Linked DNA regions of Rattus norvegicus: region 1 is linked to region 2. Evidence: chromatin contacts called from public HiChIP or PLAC-seq data. All regions are on one chromosome and are shown on one strand. Each heading gives the region's core, a stretch centred on a gene start, on an enhancer-like site or on the middle of the called end of the contact. The rest is flanking DNA. Distances are from core to core; before and after follow the strand shown. Region 1 holds the start of Kiaa1958 (KIAA1958 homolog). Region 2 holds the start of Hsdl2 (hydroxysteroid dehydrogenase like 2).

Region 1 (3,845 bases), core at 1,164-3,663, 48 kb before region 2:
TTAAGTTAAACAGAATGAAAACATTAACATGGACACACCAGTCAGAAAGAAATGAGAAGGCAAGGTATTGTCTCCCAGCCAGCACAGATAAAGGCACTGAGTGCTGATCCCAGGCTTTCCCTGCACAACCCTGGCTCTGTTAACCTCCCCCCATCTCACAGAGATGCTTTGTTCAGTCTTATCACAGCCACTGACCACTGACTGCCTAACAGATACACAGAAATCAATTCAGTTTGCTAGCCTGTCTTCTGCAGTATTTCAACCAGTGCCAAAGAGATGCAACTCTGAGGCTGTTCTCGAACTCCCTGTCCCTGATGATACCAGACCCAATTCAACTCCTCTTTAACCTATCTATAAGGGAGGGCAGAAAGGTTTAGGCCAGGGTGGACCAGAGCAACAAACACAGAGTTGATCCTTTGTGTAGTTTAAATCCATTTAACTAATCTAGACCGGAAGTCACAACAAAACCTGATCAACTATGGTTAATGTAGCTGCCTCCAAACATAAATCCTGTACAAATGTATAGTCTGATAACTTATAAAAATTCAGTATACAATATCATTAACATAATGTAACTGGGGCAGGAATCTAGGATAAATTTTTTTCTCACAAAAAGTCACTTTTTAAAGCTTATTAAAGTCTTTTATAATAAAAATAGGGTACTTGAATAAAGGTGCATTGAACTATATTTTTTTTGAATCTTTAACAATTTAATAGGAATTTAAAGAGCTTTCATCTATATTATTTTTCCCTTCAAATTTAGATTTTTTTTTTAAAGGAATCTTCCACTTTCTCCAAATGGCTAGCATTGTTCAGTGCTCCTCAAAACTACTAAAAACGAATCCAAAAACCACTCCCAGGTAACAGTCAGACTTAAGTATGCCAATATGAATTCTCACAGTCGACAAAAATAAAGTTTCTAAAAGTGAGGAAAAAACAGATTAACATAGGACATAAACCCGTATCTACATAGAAAACATGAGTCTATGAAATGAACTTTATGAATGCTTCCTGGACTTCATTTATCATTTGATCATATATGAACATATAGCAGCTGTTCACGAAGTTAGCCAGCTAATCAAATAAGAAAAATCAGAGCTGCCACCTAACACCTTTCAAAACACTGTATCTAACAAGCAACCAACCCAATCCTTGGTTTGTATGCACGGAATACATAGTTGCTTCATGTAAAATAAGGAAATACCGGTGGGAAAATCACTTCTAACATCACGTTTTCTTCACATGCTATGAAAGAAAAAAAAATCTCTCTTAAAACGGAAAACAAAGGTTTTAGCCCGCATGGAAAGACTATCATTGTGTTTTACTCTCTGATGCAAGCCCTACCGTAAAAGCTGTCACTACAGGGCACTCCGATTAATTGTTTAATTGGTAGACTACTCTATCAGTGATAATCCTAACGACCACGAGAAAAAAACTTTACTCCAAAACTTCAAAACAAAAATAAATACAAGTGGTTTTTTTAAATCAACCATGTTCGATTTTCTCCATTTAAGTCATTACCTGACCTTTACATTTTTTAATTAAAGACAGCTGTAAGAAAACCACATAAACCACATATTTTTGTTTGTTTGTCTGTTTGTTTGTTTGTTTGTTTGATCTGACGTGTTGCTGGTCAGCTCAACCTCCTCTCTCCAGGACACTAGATATCTTGATCTATTTGATAAAAACACAAATCACTGTGCGCAGCCTCAGACTCGGGGGAGCGTTTGGGAGAGAACCCTCCTCCGTTAGAAACAATAAATAAGGGAGCAAAGCGCCGCACGTTCCTTTACACGCCCCACACGCACCTCCCGGTAACTCCCGACAACCAAGCTAGTCCGGCAGAGCCCCGAGGCGCCTTACCGGTCTGCAACTAGCTGGACAGACCGTTCCTCCTCCGTCCCGCCCTCCTGCCCGGCTCCGGGACGCCGGCGCACCGACAGTCCCCGCCAAGACGCCGCGGGCCGCGAACCCGTGCGCGCCGGTCTCTGCGCCCGCAGACCCCTCCGCCCCTAGCGCCCTCCCGCCTCGCCAGCCCGGAGCAGACAAAAGGAAGGTTCTGAGGGTCACGGCGCGGCCGCCCACACACAAAGGCCCCGCGCTCGCCTGCTCCCCAGCCCTGAGCGGGCTCTCACCCACCTGCAGGTGTCTGTGCGTCTGTCCATAGGAACGCGGGCGGTGGGGCCTGCGAGAGCCCGGCGGCCCGAGCTGGACGGGGAGGGACGGCGGGACGGAGGACGGCAGCACCACGGCCGGAGGCCCCGGGGCCGGAGTCGGTGAAGCGGGAAGGGTGCCCCGCGGGCTGCGCGGCGGGTGACGGCGGTGGTGCGGTGGGGGCGCGGGCGCCAGCCTGGCTCGGCCACCGGCGCGCGCCGCTCCGTGCGCCCCGGGCTCCGCGCGCCCGGCTTGGAGCGCGGGGGCGGGGCCGCGCGGGGCGGGGCCGGAGAGGGGCGGGGCGGGGGCTCGGACCCCGGCTTCAGCCGGCACCGGAAGCGCTCCGCAGGCGGCGGGACCTACAGGAAGTGTGTAGCGACGCCCGCGGAAGGCACTCGACCCGCGGCGCTCGCTACCCTACCAGGGCGCGGGCCAAGCTCTTGCCACCGATGCGCGCAGCCCGGAGCCGGCGGAGTTCAGCCCCCGCCGCTCCGACAGGTACAGAACCCACGGTCTCTGCCACTTTCCACGCATGTGGGCTGTCCCGGTCTCCAAGCACTTCCTAAACACTTGAAGTAAGCATAGCCTGATCGCTTTAGAGGTGTGTGACAGACACCTCAGCCAGAGCTGTGCCAGGTGGCCTGGGACCCACAATGTACTTACTCCATAGTATCCTAATGCCCCACCGCATCATACCTACACACCCGAAATAAACTGGAATTCTCGGGGAAAAAAAAAGAATGCTGCAGGGTGTTAAAGATTCTACAAGGCTTAATAATTTAACTTCATGACTGTGAAGAGTTAAAATGTTGCAGACCAGAGCTAAATTAGCTTGGGCATTTTTAGTTCCTTTGGGAGGCATGTATTGCCTACCCATCAAACTTAATACCCTCATGCCTTAGGAAAACCTTTACTATGTCTTTTTAGCAGTGGCTGGAGGGACAGCTCAGTGGTTAAGAGCACTGGCTGCTCTTCCAGAATACCCAAGTTTGATTCCCAGCAGTAGTTTACAACAGTCTGGAGCTCAGTCCCTACAGTACTGAGACAGTGGTGCACAGACATACACGCAGGCAAAACCACCATTAATAATAAGAAGAAATGTATTGTCAGCTGACTACTGGCTTCCACTGAGTCGAAAGCTACAAGTCTCATCAGTACCTGAAACCTGTGGCCCACTTTGCTGTAATCCACTGACCTGCAGTCCCTGCATTTGATAAATGCCTTGATTTTAGGGACTTTCTTCTGTAACTAATTTTTAAAAAGCTAATGTAACTACTTCCACAGTGGAGCACGACTCTCAGGGCAATATGAATCCATGTTGCTGGACCACCTTTCTTATTTGGCTCAAGAATAGACTCAGGGCTGAAGTTTCGAATCTACACACTCATCCCACCTAGGGAGTGGGGCCGTTGTAACAGCTAAAACTCTCAGACGGATGCTCTGGTACACAAGGGCCTGAAGGCTACTTAACACATGTCACTACTGAGGCAAGGCTGTACGTTTAAAAACCTTTTCATAGCACCTACCTGCTACGTTTGTGTCAAGACTTAGTGGGTTGTTAATTCAGGTAATCCTAAGAACGCCACAAAGCTGGTGCTAGTAACATTGCTCTTCTATGGAAAATTAGCTACAAGTTTTAATTGTTTTTATGTGTGTGGGTGTTTTGCCTGCATGAGTATCTCTGTACCAGG
Region 2 (3,584 bases), core at 676-3,175:
ATAAAGAGCCCTCTCACCCTGCCACTGGATTTGTGTTACCAAATACTTTATTTACTTAATCTGTAGTAGAACTATTTTAATTACTCTTGTTATGTAAACTATTTTAATATCTGTAGAAGTCAGTTCACTTCATTTGTTTTGTATTTTTTTTTCTTTCTGACTATTCTCAAGTCTTCAGTTTTTCAAACTTTGGAACCTGAGACTGGCTAGATTGGATTCAGTACTCTCAATCATGCTTTTGACGGTGCAATTCCTTTGGTGGTGAATATCTGTCTGTCTTACAATATCAAAATTTTAAAAAAAATTCTCTCGGTTCTAGCAATTTCACTTTCAAGAATTTATCCTAGATGGTACATTTATCCTATGTTTAAACAAACACATAGAGGGATAAGAAAGCCAGGCAAGGTGGCACAGACCTTTCATCCCAGCCCCTGGGAGGCAAAGGCAGGCAAATGTCTGTGAGTTCAAGACCAACCTGGTCTATAACCAGTTCAAAGACAGCCAGGGTTACACTCAATTCAAACCAAAACAAAACAAAAGAATAATAATGGAAGCAAAGATGAAATAAAAACACCACCAACAAAAAGATACCAAAACAGCTGGAAATGATTCAGAATCTAACATTAGGGAACAGGTCTTCAATAATAATTTGCAACCATTAAAGAGGACAAGGTCAGGCTCATGGCAGGAGGAACTCCCTGAGTTCAAGATCAGCCTGGTCTACAGAGAGTTCCAGGATAGTTAGGTCACAGACAAACCCTGTCTCAAAAAATAACAAAAAACAAAACAAAAAACAAAAACAAAAACAAAAACAAAACAAGAGAACAAGGACAGGCTGCATGTTCTGGAAGCCTAAGAATACCCCAAGACATGTCAGGTAAAAACAGCAAACCCAAAACGGAGTTTGCTACTATTTTCTAAAACGACGTTGTCCCTGTAAGTTATACAAAATATGTTGATAAGTGCAAAGAATACAAATAGAAGAAAACTGGATTTTTAAATAGACATATCTTTTTGAACGATTTAATGTTTTAGCTGTCTATACATGTCAAACTAACTACAGAATGAACTTACTTGTCCCTGCGCTGAAGATACTCAAACTTTATAGAACATAGTGGATCTACCTGAGTTTAGCAGGAACTAAGGGCAAAAAGAAATGGGAAGAACATTATTTAATGGGTATTTGTTTTAATTTTGTAAAATCCTAGTGACTGGCTGCACAAATATGTCAATAAATAAATAATTGGGCTTGAAATCAATAGATCCTTCTGACCCTGCCTCTGAGTGCTGGAATTAAAAGGTGTCACCGCACCTGGCTAGGCTGGGGTAAAAACACTTCATTTTTAAGTAAAACAAACAAACCATCAAACATAAAAATCCTTTAACTCGCTATTAACTTGAAAAGCGTTTCAAAACACGATTCTTTATTTTTAAATCTACAATCAAGCATATAGACAAACAGAAAATCTGAAGTCATTGTCCCAAGTGAACTTTCACCTAGAAGCTGAAAGCAACATTGTCACCAGGCCAAACTGACGACGGGGAACACCTACCCTCGTAACCTTTCCCTGTGAGGTATCTGACACCGCTGCCCCCTGTAATGTACAACTTTTTGAGTCCCTATAGTACACAACTTTGGGGTCCCGTGCACGCGCAGGTCTCAGCAACTCTATCTTTTCGCGAGCCGGAGTTCCAGAGCGCGCGGCAGTTTCACCGATCCCCTCCGCGCCCTCTGGGTAGCGCGGGCGACCTGCGGACTAGTCCTTAAACCCAACCTATCCCCGTCCTCTTACCCGGTGTTGGGCAGCATGACCTTCGCAGTTCAGTGAACTTGGTGGCAGTGGAACAGCAGCGACCTGTGAGTGACAGGAGAACCTTCCCTCCGCATTTAGCCGCGCCCCCGGCCCCGCCCCGAGACCCGCTCGGGAACCCGCCCTCCTACAAGACAGAGATCCTACAAGACAGAGACCCTACAAGACGGTGTGCGCCTGCGCACACCGGGCGCTGGGCGGGTCTTCCCGCAGTTCCACAAACGACACCCAGGAAACCAACGCCCTGCGCAGGCGCTTTGGAAGACACCTCCGCCCCGCCCCTTTCCCGGGTCCGTCGATGACAATCAGTTTCGCCTGTGGGCCACTGGCGTGTCTAGAGCATCAGTACTACGTAGGCTTTTCCTTGCTTGCCTAAGTTCGGCGCGTCGCCGGCTCCGGGCCAGCAGGATGGCCGATTGAGGGGCGCTCCGAGGACTGCCTTGAGGGTGCTGGGCGTCGTTTTCCCCGGTCTATCCCCGAGCCAAGGCTCTCGCTCCGAAGAACACTTGTAGACATCTGAAAAATGCTTTTGCGTAAGCCGGTAATCGTCGCATTTTCGCTGCCACTGAATCTGAACCTAGCCTGACCTCCAGTGTCTGGAGACAGTCAATGAGCTTCTGGAAGAGATCTTTGCAAAGGTCTCCCACAAGAATTCATCATATATTTGGGCCACAGAAATCAAATTTGGAGAAGGAATCCTCAGTCCTGGAATGAATGCTGGAATGAGGTCGATTCTGGGATTCAGTTTCGTTCTTGGAGTTACACCTAATTGAGCTACCCTGGAAATGAAATTGTTTTGTATTTCGTAGCGGTAGAAAAAGATGTTAAAGAGGTTGTTATCTAAAGCCTAGTTCATAAAAATAAGACATATGTACGCTCCTATTTGCCAAATCCTGGATCTTTTGAAAGAGCAGCAACCAGTGCTTTTAACCACGGAACAATCTCTCTAGCCCTAAATTAAATCTTCAAATTAAAAATCATGTATTATTAACCTGTGGCTATCAAACTATTAATTATTATTAACCTGCGGCTGTTTACTCTTTTATCACCTTAACTATCATCTATTGACGTGTGTGAGTTTGTGACCTACGATAATGATTCTTAATGAGTATAGAAGAATGGACTTATTCAACAAATATTAGTATCTCTTAAGTGACTTGAGAAACACGGCAGGTAGAAAAGTTCATAATCTCAGTGGTTACATAGGAGGTGTGAGTAGCCAGTTTGTAAGTTCCAGATGTTTCAGAAAGCTAGCGACAGATGACAACGCTCCATTGACCCTTGGCTGCTTTGACTGGTTTGTATATTTGTCTGTAACAGAGAATTCTTGGTAGAGAGAGGATGCCTCCTCATGCGTCTAAAGTGTTCCTTACTCTTAAAGGTGTTAATGTCCTGTGCCCCTCAGATTCCTCTTTCTCCAATAATGTTGCTTTTATTTCCATGTATTCTAAAAGGGGAGAGAGACAGAGAGAGAGAGAAATAGAGACAGAGACAGTTCAGCTAAGAAGCAAACTAATAGAAAAAAGTGAATAAAATAAAAGTCATAAAATGTATTTTGTAAATTCAACACTTAAGACTTAAGTTATTTGGCTGGGGCAGGTGTTCATTAGGGGAAAGTTTATTCCTAAATTATTAGAGGTAATTTTTCTAAGCAAATGTAAATTGAATTATCATCCTCCTCCTCATTATTATTAATGTTTATGGGTGTTTTTCCTGCTTTTTGCATGTTTGTGCACCTCCTGTGTACACTACCCAAAGAGGCCAGAAGAGGGT

What was found. HiChIP or PLAC-seq counts read pairs in DNA pulled down with a chosen protein or histone mark.
Region 1: a contact with region 2 is called in an H3K27ac HiChIP or PLAC-seq map of oligodendrocytes, with 2.3 times the contacts expected there. The contact joins the promoter of Kiaa1958 here to the promoter of Hsdl2 in region 2. A contact is called at or near these places in 1 of 12 Hi-C or Micro-C datasets (frontal cortex) and 1 of 1 datasets of contacts at active chromatin or transcription factors (oligodendrocytes).

The regions. Positions count from the first base shown.
Region 1 is chr5:79,285,276-79,289,120 of GRCr8, reverse strand. Kiaa1958 (KIAA1958 homolog) reads right to left here and starts at 2,413. Exons shown (of 4, transcript NM_001419541.1): 1 at 2,140-2,413. It overlaps LOC134486941 (a long non-coding RNA gene), which reads left to right and starts at 2,494. Exons shown (of 2, transcript XR_010066534.1): 1 at 2,494-2,652.
Region 2 is chr5:79,237,222-79,240,805 of GRCr8, reverse strand. It overlaps Hsdl2 (hydroxysteroid dehydrogenase like 2), which reads right to left and starts at 1,925. Exons shown (of 11, transcript NM_001025697.1): 1 at 1,794-1,925. The coding sequence starts at 1,810.